2 separate regions of the Ovis aries genome follow, and region 2 is linked to region 1. The links are chromatin contacts, called in public Hi-C maps. All regions are on one chromosome and are shown on one strand. Each heading gives the region's core, a stretch centred on a gene start, on an enhancer-like site or on the middle of the called end of the contact. The rest is flanking DNA. Distances are from core to core; before and after follow the strand shown. Region 1 holds the start of CBX7 (chromobox 7). Region 2 holds the start of LOC121819231 (mitochondrial ribosome and complex I assembly factor AltMIEF1).

What was found. A called contact is a pair of places that touch in the nucleus more often than the background predicts.
Region 2: a Hi-C map of tail adipose tissue shows a contact between it and region 1, with 6 times the contacts expected there. The contact joins the promoter of LOC121819231 here to the promoter of CBX7 in region 1. A contact is called at or near these places in 6 of 16 Hi-C or Micro-C datasets (blood, liver, mixed tissues and 2 more).

What each region holds. Positions count from the first base shown.
Region 1 is chr3:216,426,008-216,433,422 of ARS-UI_Ramb_v3.0, reverse strand. CBX7 (chromobox 7) reads left to right here and starts at 2,349. Exons shown (of 6, transcript XM_042247753.2): 1 at 2,349-2,612; 2 at 4,779-4,822. The coding sequence starts at 2,544. The region is part of intron 1 of LOC132659640 (a long non-coding RNA gene); the gene reads right to left.
Region 2 is chr3:216,748,776-216,755,928 of ARS-UI_Ramb_v3.0, reverse strand. LOC121819231 (mitochondrial ribosome and complex I assembly factor AltMIEF1) reads right to left here and starts at 4,833. Exons shown (of 2, transcript XM_042247761.2): 1 at 4,758-4,833; 2 at 1-2,315. The coding sequence starts at 2,287. The coding sequence ends at 2,075. It overlaps TRNAG-CCC (transfer RNA glycine (anticodon CCC)), which reads right to left and starts at 5,658; the gene lies at 5,586-5,658. It also overlaps a transcript of ATF4 not described here.

The sequences.
Region 1 (7,415 bases), core at 1,100-3,599:
CTTAACTTTGCTGCTTTTGTGAATATCTCCTATGTCTTGAAAGGAGAATATTCTGCACTTGTAGCTACACTGCTCTGTAAAAGTCCCCTAGTCAAGTTTCTTAATATTATCATTAAATGTATTTCTGCTTGTTCTGTTGATTACAGAGGGATGTGTTTTTAAATCTCCCATTATAATTGTGGGTTTTTCTATTTCTCTGTAGAGTTCTCTTTTTTTTTTTTTTTTTTTTTTAAGACTATGGTCTTTACATATGAGTTTGAAATTGTTCTTTCTTTCTGGTCAGTTGGACCATTTTCAGTGACCTTTTAATCTCTACTGATTTTTTTCTGATACTAAAATAACTGCACCAGTCTTCTTTTCCTTAGCCTTTGTATTATAAGATTTTTTTTTTTTTTAACTACGCATTTCCTTTCACCCTTTCAGTGTCTTTGTTTTGGAAATGTTTCTTGTGGATGTCTCTTGTAAATTACAGGTAGTTGGATTTTTATCCTGCCTGGTAATCTTCGTATTTTAACTACAACATTTAGTCCACTTGCATTGTTTTATAGTACATTTGAATTTATAACTTATTTATTTGTCCCACCTATCTTGTATTTTTCTCTCCATTCTTGCTTGTTTTAGGATTGATTGGATTGATTTTCTCATTCTGTTTTTCCCCTCTAATAATCTGGCTAAATACTATATACTGCATTTCCATTCTTTCTGTTTACCCTGTTAATGACAACTTACAGTCTTAACTCATCAGAGTTTAAGTATATTTGCTATCTATTTTCGTTTTCCTTCTGAGGAATAGAAAGATAGAACACTTTAATCCATTCACCCAAGTTCTATGCCATTGTTGTGTATTTTAATTCTATTTTTATCCAGAAGACATTGTTATTGTATTATCAATGTTCTTCATTGTTCTTTATTCTCTGTTTCATCAGACCTCTGTCTGTGATCATCTTCCTCCAGCCTGAAGTTCTTCCGTTGGAATTTCCTTTAGGGAGGGTCTGCTACTGGCAAAGTCAGTTTTTGTATTTGTAAATGTTATCATTTCCCCTTGTTCTGAAAGACATTTTCACTGGGTACATAAATCTTGAAATAAAATTTCACTCAGTTTCTAAGATGATGGTTATTTTCTTTCAGTGCTTTGAAGGTATCATTCTACCGCCTCCGGGCTTCCGTTGCTCCTGATAAAAAGTCCGTGCAAATCATTTCTTTTTCTTTTCTCTTTTTCTACCCCGGACGCCAGGCAGAGGCGTCTGGACTTTATTCTGAGGGGCACAGGGAGCTATGGAAGGTTTTAAAGCACTAAGGTGATCCAGTCAGATCTGCATTTTAGAAAGCGCACTCGGGCACTGTGGACTCGGAGGGCATTGAGAAGTGAGAAGGCAGTTGCTGCAGTCCAGAGAAAGGACAAGGGGTGTGGATGGGAGGAGGTCAGAGAGGCAGGACTTGGGGGGTCAACGCAGGCAGGCGGTTGGGAGCCCAAGGGGCACGGATGACTCGGGTTCCTAGTGAAGATGGAAAGCTGGCGCCGTAGGACAGACAGAACCGTGTTGGAGTGGATGGGGATAATGAATGGATTTGTGTGAGATCTCAAGATCCATCCATTCCACAGAGTCGAACACCTACTACGTGCAGAGTGTCAAGTGCGTGTCACTGGGGACTTGGGGCTGCGTGGCGTCAAAATCCGTCCCGCTGCTCACCCTAGATTCGCTGCGGCCATACCTGCCGCCAAGTATTGCCTAGCGGGGGCCCCTGAGGCAGCGGCCGCCTGGGGACCAGGCGTCTCAGCACAACCGCCCAGACGGACAGACGGACGTTAAGGATGGACGCGGAGGCGCCGGCTCAGGACCGGCAAGCCACACCGCTCCGGAGCCTGGATCCAGAGAGACCGTGGTACTGAGACACCCTGACAGGTTGGAAACCTTGGCCGTCCCCGCCCTCCTGACGCCCGAGGGTCCGCGCCGCGATCTCGTCTATTCTTTGTTGAGAGGCGAGGCAAATGGCCTCACCGCTCTCCCCCGGGCCCTCGTATGCCCAGCCGGGGCCAGGCCGTTTCCAGACCCTCAGAGCCACCGGGAGGACTTAAGAAAACACTCCTGGGTGCTAATATCTCGTCCAACACACCCGCCTAGCGGAGCCCCTGCCAAATAAGTCCCGCGGGCCGCCGGCTTTGGAGAGACACGCCGCGCGCGAGGCCCGGGGGCGGACCTCCAGAGGGGCGGGCCCGAGCGGGAGGCGGAGCCAGGGAGGGGCGTGGCCGGCTAGACGGGAGCCGAGCCCCCGCTCCGCCCCGCCCCGCCCCGCCCTCGCCCCCGCCCGGCGCGCTCGCCCGCGGGCTCGCTCGCGCAGAGGAAAACGTTGCGCAGGTTCAAAAATGGAACGTCGGCGGCGTGAGGGAGCGCGAGGGGGTGTGCGCGCGTGCGCGTGCGCGTGCGCGCCCGGGCGAGGGTGACGGGGACCCCGCCGGCCCGAGCATCGCGCGCCGCAGCCGCGGCCCCGCAGCTCCGCCCCCGGCCCGGCCCGGCCCCGGGCCCGCTCGCCCGCCGCCCCGCATGGAGCTGTCAGCCATCGGCGAGCAGGTGTTCGCCGTAGAGAGCATCCGGAAGAAGCGCGTGCGGAAGGTGAGGCTGCCCGGGGGGCGGCTCCCAGGACCCCTGTGGGGTCCCCTTCTGTCCCCAGTACTGTCTCCTCTACCCTGGAGGCGAGGGAGAAAGTGGGGGCGGGGGGACCCAGGCAGCCCCGCGCTGCCGGGCCCGTATCCCCAGCCCGTGCCTCAGTTTCCCCCGCCACCTTGTAGGGAGCGTAGAATTAAAAGTTGTCGCCCCAGGATGCTGAGGGCAGCTGAGCCAGCCAGAGCTGGAGATTAGGATCGGACTGGAGGGACCTCGAACGCTATCCGTTCTCACCCTCCTCTCATTAAATATGGGGAGACTGAGGCCCAAGTTGAAGAAACGGCTTGCCTCGTGTGTTCGCATTGGAGCTGGGTCTCGAACTCAGGACTGTCTACTCTTGGTGCCAAGTCCTTTGAAGTTGGAGGCGGAGCTTTGGAAAAGCCTCCTCCCGCCTCTTAAGTTTAACTGCTGGACTTCGACCTTTTCCGATCCCCTCTACACCCCCACCTCCGCGTCTCTCCCCGACTTCCAGTGCACACCCCCTCAGTCTTCCCCTCCCCGACTCCCAGCTCCGCCCGGCGGCTCGGTGAAGCCGCCTACGGCGCTTCGGCATCCTCAAAGCTCCTCCCCCTTTGCCTTCGCCTCCCAAACATACACCCAGCGATTTAAGGAGGCATCTGTTCTCTTGTGTTTTTGTCCCTGCGCCTCGGGCCTGGACTTTGGCCATGCCCATTTCCGGTGCACACGTTTGCAAAGTAGTCTGGCCCCAGGCTGGAAGTTGGGACTGGAAGGCTTTGGGGAAATTTCCTGTCCCAACACTTAGAACCACTATCCTTTTATCTCCTCCCTGCCGCCCCTTGAGAGGCTCTAGCGGCAGGGCAGGAGTTCACCTCCTCCCATTTGACGGAGGCACAAACTGAGGCCCGCGCTGGGGAAGTGACCTGACCAAGGTCAAACAGTAAGTTAGAGATGAGTGCAGAGCCGGAGTTCAAGTTGGCTCATTGCCAACTCATCTTTCAAGGGAGAAAACTCAGCTCTGTTATCTTGGGCTAAGGGTAACGGGGTCAAAGTAGGCCATGACCTTTTCTTTTCTTCCCCCAACTCCAATGGGGTTGAGTTTTGTCTTCATGTCGGGGCTGCCCCTTCTCCTTCTCCCTTCGCTCAGAGTTTCCTTAATTTGAATTTGTTCCTCAAAACCCAATGCTTTCCATGCAGTGTACCCTAAGCAGGTACATTAATTACCCCTTTCTACAGGGGGCCGTAGTGCCAGAGAGTGAGGAGCATTGTTCCTTTCACATTCATTCAAAATTTTGAGGACCTCTTATATACCAGGCACCAGTCTAAGTGCCAGGGGAGGGAGCCCCAGGCTTTGTGGAGCTGGCATTCTGGTAGAGGAGACAGGCAGCAAAAGAGGAAGTAAACAGATGCTTTCCACTGGGGTTGTGTGCCACACAGAAAGAGAACTGTAAGGTGGGAGGGAGGGTGGCCAGGGCAGGCTTCTTTGAGGAGATGACATTATCTTGGTCTTAAAGTTCTAGTGTGGAGGGGTACCACTTGTCAGATTGGGAAGGCCCCTGTCACCTGTGCGGAAGGGAGGAACCTGGCTCTTATTTTCTCACTCCTGGAGGGAGGGATGAGCACTGTTTCTTACGGTGAGGATTGTCTGCCTTCTCTGGGGTCCTGCCAGGGTCTTTTGACTTGAGAGTAAGTTGAGAGTCTTGGAGTCACTAGCCTGTCCACTCTGGGCCAGAGGCACTGTCTCACAGGGATGGGGCTGATGGGGCTAGAGGCCTGGGGGACTCCGCAATGAGGAGTTTTCTAGGACTTGGAGAGTCTTCTAATTTAAAAAAAGAGAATTATGGTCTTTGCACTGGCACACTGGACACTGGATCTTTGGCCATGCACATTCCCCACACGTGACATGGGCTCCAAGCTTGTACCACAGGTACCACTGAGGTGTGTAGGGAGGGCCCAGTGCACACCTGTGCTCTAGCAGGGAGGATGGTCTGGGATGGACATGGAGCAGCCAAAGACTGAGGATCTCTGGTTGATGGGGATCTTGTGTATATGTGTTGGGGGACTTCTGTCTGCAGAGGGGATTGGGCCTTCAGCCCTGCAAGTGGTCCTCGGGGCATCTGTGTATCTCACTGTGTCTCCTTCTCTCTTTCTCCCCAGGGTAAAGTTGAATACTTGGTGAAGTGGAAAGGATGGCCCCCAAAGTAAGGCTCCTTTGTGTGTGTGTCTGTCTGCCTACCTGTACCTCCTTCCATCTGCCTTTTCCCGGCTCTCCTGCCTCACTTTTCACTCCAGCTGCTCTAGTAATTGGCCAGCTGACCTTGATTAAATTGTCCTCTTTCTAGGCCTTAGTTTCCCCTCTGCCAGCTGAGAGATTTGCAGCATATGAGGGTCAAGGCGGGTGCCAGCTTCCCTTCAGAGCTGTGCTCCATCTTCTGGTTGGAGCCTCTGCTCCCCTGCTTCTGGCCTCTCCTGGCATTCAGTGGTGAAGACCCAGCATCTTGGCTTCAGAAATGGCCCCCTGCAAGGTGGAGGGGCACTCAAGCTGCAGCATGTACCAGTGGCAGGTGGAAGTTTGTGACATTGAGCAAGACAAGTTTAGCCAGTGGGGCATGAGTCTTCAGTGCCATAGAGCTGGGGACAGAGCCACCTTTGGCTAGCACTCTCCAGTGTGCAGAGCAGGTTCCCCCACAGACTTGTGAGACAGCTGTGGGCCTCATCTCCAAAGATGAGGAAACAGGTTCAGAGAAGGTAAGCAGCTGGCCTTAGGTCACACAGCAAGGGGAAGGCAGAGTTGGGGCTTGAAGTGAGCCCCTCTTCCTTGCCTCCTCCATCTCCCAGTTGGGAGGCGGGCCAACTTGGGTCTAGGACCTCTCCCAGTTGCCCCGCCTCTCCCGCTGAGCCCAAATCAGGAACCTTCTCACCAACCAATCACCTCCCAGCAGGAGTTGTTGCAGGGAGGGGAGGGAATGAGCAGGTCGTGGGGCCTCCCCATTGGCCTGTGGGCACCCCACCTCCCTGCCTGGCTTCCTAGAGATAGATTCCTGGAGTCCCCCCTGGTTCCAGAGCCCCTGCTATCTGTGCCAGGGGCTTTCTGCTGTGTTGCTGTTGAGGGTGACCTGATGTTTGGGCCCTGGGAGTGTCTTGGACGCACAGTGGTGAGAGACGCAGCAGAGGGGAAAACAGCCATGCTGCCTCAGCTTCCCTCTCTGCGAAATGGATTCAGTAGTCCAGGCCCAGCTCTCCTCTCACAGGCTTCTTCACTTTGTGGGGTGAAAGGTCTGGGGTGTGTCCCAGATGGCCTGCAGGCATACTGTTGATTAGGGCTGGTGGCTGGCCAACCAGGTAATGCACTCATCCTTTCCTGCTGCCCTTTCCCAAACACCCTGAGACTGAAGGATAATCCCCTCCTCCACTAGGCAGAGGAGAGGTGGGCTTCCAGTCTGGGTGAAGGGGCAGTAAGAGGAGGTGGAAACCTAGAAAAGGAAGGTGCTCAGAGCGGGCATACTCCCTGGGTAATCACTCCCCTCTTAGCTTCTGCACCAAAAGACATTGATTGCATGGGACTGTGGACGCTAGCCTGTTGGCCTTCAAGGCATTGTTGGCTATTCTTCCTGCTGTGTAGATTCCCTTCTCTAAACAGATGTATTTGTCTATTTCAAGTTCCTTCCACCACTTTTCTTTATCCTGAATGAGTATGTCTGCCCATCAGAGCTTCAGTCACGGGAAGGACCTGGCATTCCAAGAGAGGTCCCTGTATAGTTCTGCTGGCCTATGCCCATGCCCCTGGGGCCCACTTGTTCCCTAACATGCTGAGATCACCAGATGGGTCCTCATGACTACCTTTTGTGACCCCCCCCCCCAACAGGAGTTCAGGGAGTCCTGTGTGGCCAGAAGACCTGAGGCATCTCCGACTTCCTCACACTTTGGTCCTTGTTCACAGCTTAACTGCTGGGATCCCTTGGACAGGTCCCCAGCAGAGCAGAATCTCTGCTACCTCATCTCCAAATTGGAATGAATCCTCCAACACAGCAGTGATGTGAGGATTAGATGACAGATACAGAGTACCTAGTGCATGCTTAACTCAGACAAGGCACTTAGTAAATGTTTGCTATTAATAGTAAGTTATACAGCTGGGCTCCTAGGTCTCTCACCAGCTGGAAAGGGGTCTGGGGGATTCTACTGCCATCTAAAGTAGCTTTAGCCCTCATTCAGATCAGTCCTCTCATGTTTCAAATGAGGAAACCGGGGCCCAGAGAGGAGAGGTCACTACAGTAATATAAATGCCAACACAGTGCAGCATGGTGCCCACTTTATGCCAACCACTGCCACCTCACTTCACTTGGGGGACAATAGATTCAGTCACAGAAAGAAGGAGGAGAACCAGGGCTTCTTTATCACCCACTTTAGTCTCCCCTCCTCAGGGTGCCTTGCTTGAAGAAGAGGCTGAGAGAGAGGGTGGGGAGTGGAGTAGCGGAACTAGATGCTCCCTGCAGGCCTGGGACCCTTGGCTAGCGCAGTGCCACCCTGGGTGGGAGGGCGAGTCAGACTCTCCTGCTCCCAGCACCCTCCCCATCCTGGGCAGGGAGCCTTCTATTAATACAGAAACCATGATGTAAACCAGCATTCACTCTGCCATGCCCCTGTTGAGCTTTTGGGTGCTTTGCCTGTTTTCTCAATGCAACAAGAGAGGAATAACTGCCCTTCCTCCCCAGCAGATGGGGTAGAGGAGCTATCCTGCTTGTTCTAGAAAGAACAGCAAATGGCACAGGGAGGGGCTGGGGGCACAGGGCTGAG
Region 2 (7,153 bases), core at 3,584-6,083, 320 kb before region 1:
CGCACCACTAGACCATATGCCCCAGAGGCATTCTGGCTCATTCACTGCCCCCAGGGCCAGCAGTACCTGACAGACAGGACTTGACGCATCTGTTCCACCAGTGAGCTACTAATTCTGTGGCTTTTTTTTCGTTTTTGGAGGAGGTAGTGGCAGCAACCTGTAACCCAACTCACACTCAAAATAGACTCTGAACAGAAAGTCTTCAGTACTCACTTCCACTTTCCCTACGCAGGCAAGCCCTCGTGGGCATCACTTCCTACCTCCCCTTTACTCCCAAAGGCAGGTCTGCCAATCAACGCAAAACTATTACACAAGGCTCCTCCTGCCTTCCCTCTCTGTTAAAAACAGTACCCTCCACCCAGCTGGCATGCCTTCCACCTCAAAGTCATCCTTCATTCTCTCTCTTCCTGCTGCACCAGCCCCCTCTTGGTAAAGTCCCCTGCTGCCCACATTGCACCTACATGCAGCCACCCCACCACCTCAGTCCCTCCACTCATCTGCTCAGATTCACCCCCTATGGGGCCTCTCACCGATTTATTCTGCATGCTGCCACTGCCCTGACCCCTCATCCACACCACTCCCCGGCTGACAAAGCTGTGGTGCCCACCACCCCACTCTCAGATATCACAACTTCCTCAACAGGAGATCTGATGTCCTTCCAGACCTGGCTCAGTCTCAACGCCAGTCACCTGCCTTACAGATACGCAATTCGAGCTACTCCAGACTCAAGTTTCCAGACTACAAAATGTGTTTTTCACCTCCTCACTTGCTCATTCTTGCCCATCTACCCGATGAGCTGCTACTTTTTGTTTGAGGCAGACCTCCAATGTCTTTTCTATAGCTACCTGTGATTCCTCGCCCTAACCCCGCTCTCCAGGTAGTTTTGGCCCCTTCCCCGTCTGTAAGCTCTTGACCCACCTCTAATCCAGAGCTACCTCCTGCAGATCGCCACATCGTTCATCCCCACCTCAGCGCCTACCATGATGCCAGGGCGGGCCCTCTGGGAAAGTTGCTGAATTAAGTACAGTCATCAGGTTACAGTGGAACATGCTGGTCACACTGGCATGACAGGAAACAGAGCTCACACACCACTGGCCAAGAACCAGTGAAGCACTCTGTGTGCATTTTCTTATTAACTCCTGCAATAAGCTGAAGAGGTGGGTACTATTTCAGTGGTGGTGCTCAGTCGTGTCCCCTTTGCGACCCTACTGTAGCCCGCCAAGCTCCTCTATCCATGGAATTTTCCAGGCAAGAGTACTGGAGTGGGATGCTATTTCATCTACAAAAGAGGAAATGGAGGCCTAGACAGATTGAGTGATTTGCCCTAAATCCCACAGTTGTTAGCAGCAGTGGCACGAAGGCAGTCCTCTGAGGGCTGGACACTATGCTTGCTTTAGAGACTTTTGAAACAGAGTATAGTTATATTTACAGCTTCCCAGTGGCTTAGTTGGTAAAGAATCTGCCTGCAGTGCAGGAGACCTGGGTTCAATCCCTAGGTTGGGAAAATCCCCAGAGAAAGAAATGGCAACCCACTCCAGTATTCTTGCCTGGAGAATTCTATGAACAGAGGAGCCACAGTGGGCTACAGTCCATGGGGTCACAAAGAGTAGGACTGGATTCAGTGACTAAACCACATCGTTATGTTTGGAAGAACGTGATCTAACCCTCAAGAGAACTGAATCCACTGAAGAATGAGCCAGATGGAACAAGACCTAAGTTTTAACCAGTAACTTTTCTAGCATTTTCATACATTTAATGTTGTATGAAGAAAAATGATCTCCTAGTAGGACTTGAAACTAAGGGCCTTTTTAACTGGGAGCATTTTATAAGGGACCATTCTGTTATGTTGATATTTCCTTCAGTATGCCTAAAGAGCTTTGGCCACTAAAAAGAAAGATTCTCCCTTTCCTGGTCCCCTGTATCAGAAAAAATGAAACCTAGAACAGAGGCCTACCTACCTGAGGCTTCTTAATGCATCTGTGAGGTGGAGGTGGGAGAGAGGCAGGTGTGTCTCTGGAAGGCACCTGTGTCCTCTTTCCCTTGGAATTAGGATGGGAGGGGAAAGGAGAGGACACTAAATGATCCCTCCTAGCTTGCTGTGGAGGAAGACCAGGCCCTTTTCCAGCTGCTTCTCCCGGGCCTCGGGATCCTCCAGTTTCTGGTTTTTCCGGAACTCACGGCGGATGGAGGCAAGGTAGAAGTCTCGATCAGTGTAGCGAAGCTGTCGGCCTTGGCGAAGCAGAGCCCGGTAGAGACTCAGCACCGCCTCTCGGCTCCATGAGGCCATGAGGGACTGACAGGGGCTGGGCGTCAAGCTATACACAGGAGGGAAGAAAGAGAAGCCTAGAGTCAGAATTAATGATAGAAGGGAACTACACTGTTGTTCTCGTTCAGTTGCTCAGTTGTGTCCGACTCTTTGTGACCCTTTGGACTATAGCCCGCCAGGCTCCTCAGTCCATGGGATTCTCCAGGCAAGAATACTGCAGTGGGTTGCCATTTCCTTCTCCAAGGGGATCTTCCCCACCCAGGGATCGAACCCACATTTCCTGCATTGACAGGTGGATTCTTTACCGCTGAGTCACCAGGAAAGCCCAGAAGGACCTATGAAAGTGAAATGTGAAAGTGTTAGCTGCTCAGTCGTGTCTGATTCTGCAAACCCATGGACTGTAGCCTGCCAGGCTCCTCTGTCCCTGGGGTTCTCCAGGCAAGAATACTGGAGTGGGTAACCATTCCCTTCTCCAGGGGATCTTCTTGACCCAGGGATTGAACCCAGGTCTCTCTTGTTGCAGGCATTCTTTACCGTCTGATTCACCAGTAATTCTGTAGTTCTTAATCCAGGTCTCAGAGACCCCCTCAAGGTCACACTGTGACTTAGTGGCAGGGCCGGGACTAGATCCCAGCCTACAGACTCCTGCTCCTGGGAAACTACCAGTTATGCTGAAAGGTCAGGGACTGGAAGCTGGACTACCTGCGCCTGAATTTTGGCTCTGCCACTTACGTGCCATATGATTTTGGGCAAAGTACATAACCTCTTTGAGCATCAGTTTCCTCGCTTGTAAAATAGAAATAATGCTATCTACATTTATATACCGCTATGTACTTTTATGCTAATAGTACTTACCCCACAGGATTATTTTGAAACTTGCCTGAGATATCGCATGTAAAGTGAAAGAAAGTGAAAATATTAGTTGCTCAGTCATGTCCATCTCTTTGTGATCCCATGGACTGGAGCCCACCAGGCTCCTCTGGAGCCTAGCTTCTCTAGGCAACTGCAGGGGGTTGCCATTTCTTCCTCCAGCAGATCTTCCCGACCCAAGGGTTGAACCCCGGTCTCCTGCACTGCAGGCAGATTCTTTACCATCTGAGCCACCAGGGAAGAAGCACACATAATGTAACTTCACCACAAGGGGCCTCAGTCATACTTGAATCCTAGCACCAACACTTAGTAAGCTGATTACCCTGGGCAAGTTTCTTAACCTCTCTGGGCTTACCTTAGTTCCTCATTTGTAAAATGAGGATTAAAACTGTATTTTCCATATGGTTAGTATGAGGATTAAAAGTGGTTAGAATAGCACTCAGCATATGCCAAGCCATATCGTGGCAGCTATGATTAATGCTACCTCCCCTTGTGTGTAAGTGCTCAATAAGTATCAGATTTAGTTACACATAAACCACCATCATCTGCCTTCAGTAACAATAAACCCTTACAGAACCAAGGAGTGTTATCATTTGTAAAGTGCTTTGTCATCCATTATCACATTTAAACTGAGGAACTTATGAAGTGGACAGGGTTCATAACAACAATGGTTAATGTTTATTGATTGTTTACTGTTATAGCACACACTGGCCAAGCAGGTCCCACGTGACATCTCATTCCATCAACAATTCTAGTGTCACCAGTATCTCCATTTTAAGCAGAGGAAACTGATGCTCCCAGAGAGAAGTAACTCACCAACAAGCAGGGCTGTAAAGGGGGGTGCACTTCCGACCCCGACTCTGCCTGCCTGTGGAATGAAAACTACCGTTTGCTGGGATCTGCCCATGCATACAGCACTTCTAAGGTGCTGTACAAACTTTCCCAGTTCAGCGCCTGGCACATACCCAGGGCTCAAAAAATAAACTTAACAAAGGACGCTCACAATGTCCCTGTGTGGAAAAAATGATCACCCCTCTTTCTGAAATAAATATATGAGACTGAATGGGAAAGGTATCTGACTGGTAAAACGGTCTGGACTTTGGGCCCAAAGTCAGCTACCGTCAGCCTCCGGCCTTGCGAGCCTGCTGCGCGAGCGTGAGCAAGCCACCGTCCTCGTCCCTTTACCCTCAACTGCAGAAGAGCGCCCCTCGGCGCCAAGTCTCCCTGAGTGGGACAGATGAATCCAGAAATCAACAGAAAAGTGTTTTACGAAGTAGAAGGCGACTGGCATGCAAGAGCTGTTACAAGGTCGACCGGCGAATGGGCGGGTGGGCCCTGGAGGGTCCCCAGGTCCTCCCCCTACCTGGGGGGATCGCACCGAACCGGGGTAGAGAGACCCTGAGGCTGGGGCAGGCCGGCTCTGGGGCACCGGGAGAGCTCCGGAGGTTGGGGAGAGGCCCCGGAGCGGCCTCCAGGGGAAAATCCAGGGCAGGCTGGGGAGAGACCCCCGGTGGCCAGGCCGATAGTGTGGGCCCCGGCCGGGCTAGGGACCCAAACAGCGACCCTGAAAAGAGGGCGTGGCGAACCCCCAACCCCGGCCTTCACTCCTCCCCGCGCTCACCTGAGGACCGCGCGCACTCCCTCTACTCGAGATTCGCCTCTCGCCCGGTACCTCTTCTAGGGTCACCCACCAACATGGCCCCTTTACTTCCGGGCCACGACCTTGCGCCCGGACCTGAGAGGAGGAACCGAAGGGAGCCGGGAGGCAGACGGTGGCTGGAGGACTTCCGGTCTCCCCTGCCTAGGCCTCTCTCAGGGTGGGGCCAGGAGCCGCATCGGGCCCCGCCCCCTCTCGGGGCCCCGCCCCACAGTCCTGAGTCCCGCCTCTATGCGTGACGTCACCCAAGGGTGGGCCTGGCCAGGCCATTTGGTCCCCGCCCAGAGGGCCCGGTGGGGGAGAGGGGGAAAGCGTTGTGTGGGCTGGATCAGCCGCTGTGCGGGCTGGTCCCCCAACCTCCTGTCAGCCCTGTAACCTGTCATGCCCCAGCGCTGTTTGCTGATCTCGGGCTGGAGCCGTGGAGGGTCCCTGGGGAGGTTTAGCACTAACGATGTTCCCTATCGTGGCTTTTAAAGGTCTTCCAGATTGCTCATTTTTTATCCTTCCGTGCTGTTACCGCTGTTAAAGACCTACCATCCAAGGTCCTCCTCAAACATCCCCTCTAGAAGTCTCCAGCTCATTCCGCGCCCCTATCCAACACACCTAGGTGTCTCCTTTGAGTCCCACAGAACTGTTTGCACATCCCAGTTAGGGCTTCACTCCTTCAAGGAAATGTGTTGTTTGGGGTGTTTTTTTTTTTTTGGAGGGGGGGGGCTAATCCGGGTCTTAGTTGGGGCGCTCAGGATATTTGTTGCTGAATGCCAATTCTTAGTTGTGACTTGTAGGATCTAATTCCCTGACCAGGAATGGAACCTGGGCCCCCTGCATTGGGAGTGCAGAATCTTAGCCGCTGGACCACCAGGGAAGTCCACAAACATGTTTACTGGCTCCTGTTATTTGCTAGGCACTGCTTTTTAATTTCTCCATTACTTTTAGTCTCTCATCAGATTTGAGGGCAAGAGCCATGTCCTTATGGAATCTGTCAGCCCTCTTTCCCCTTTTTCCCAGCTCAGCATCTCAGAAGGGGAGGGGAAGAGGTAGGCTTTGGAATCAGGCCCAACCTGCTCCAAATTCAGCTCTACTTTAAAGAGAGCAGCCTGCCCTCTGGCAACTTTCCTAACCCCTCTCAGCCCCTCTCAGCCTTTGTGAGGATTAAAAGGCATCTAGCAGGAAGGTGTCCAAGGTCAGGGGCACCGGCCGAGACGAGCTAACCCACGTCCAGGTCAGGGGCGGCAGCCAAGAGGAGCAAGGCCACGTCCAAGGAGCGGCGGCTGCGCGGGCGCAAGAGGGCTGAGAGGAGCTACTCCACATTCAAGGTCAGGAGGGGCGACTTCGTCCAAGGTAAGGAGCTGCAGCTGTGCCTTGCTGGAGCAGCCGTGAAGAGATACCCCACATCCAAGGTAAGAGAAACCCAAGTAAGATGGTAGGTGTTGGGAGAGGGCATCAGAGGGCAGACACACTGAAACCATAATCACAGAAAACTAGCCAATCTGATCACACGGACCACAGCCTTGTCTTAACTCAGTGAAACTAAGCCATGCCGTGAGGGGCCACTCAAGACGGATGGGTCATGGTGGAGAGGTCTGACAGAATGTGGTCCACTGGAGAAGGGAATGGCAAACCACTTCAGTATTCTTGCCTTGAGAACCCCATGAACAGTATGAAAAGGCAGAAATGATAGGATACTGAAAGAGGAACTCCCCAGGTCGGTGGGTGCCCAATATGCTACTGGAGATCAGTGGAGAAATAACTCCAGAAAGAATGAAGGGATGGGGCCAAAGCAAAACCAACACCCAGTTGTGGATATGACTGGTGATAGAAGCAAGGTCCGATGCTGTAAAGAGCAATACTGCATAGAAACCTGGAATGTTAGGTTCATGAATCAAGGCTAATTAGAAGTGGTCAAACAGGACAGGGCAAGAGTGAACGTAGACATTCTAGGAATCAGTAAACTAAAACGGACTGGAATGGTGAATTTAACTCAGATGACCATTATATCTACTACTGCGGGCAGGAATCCCTCAGAAGAAATGGAGTAGCCATCATGGTCAACAAATGCAGTACTTGGATGCAATCTCAAAAACAACAGAATGATCTCTGTTCATTTCCAAGGCAAACCATTCAATATCACGGTAACCCAAGCCTATGCCCCAACCAGTAACACTGAAGAAGCTGAAGTTGAATGATTCTATGAAGACCTACAAGACCTTTTAGAACACCCCCAAAAGATGTCCTTTTCATTATAGGGGACTGGAATGCAAAAGTAGGAAGTCAAGAAACACCTGGAGTAACAGGCAAATTTAGCCTTGGAGTATGGAATGAAGCAGGGCAAAGGCTAAGAGAGTTTTGCCAAGAGCACA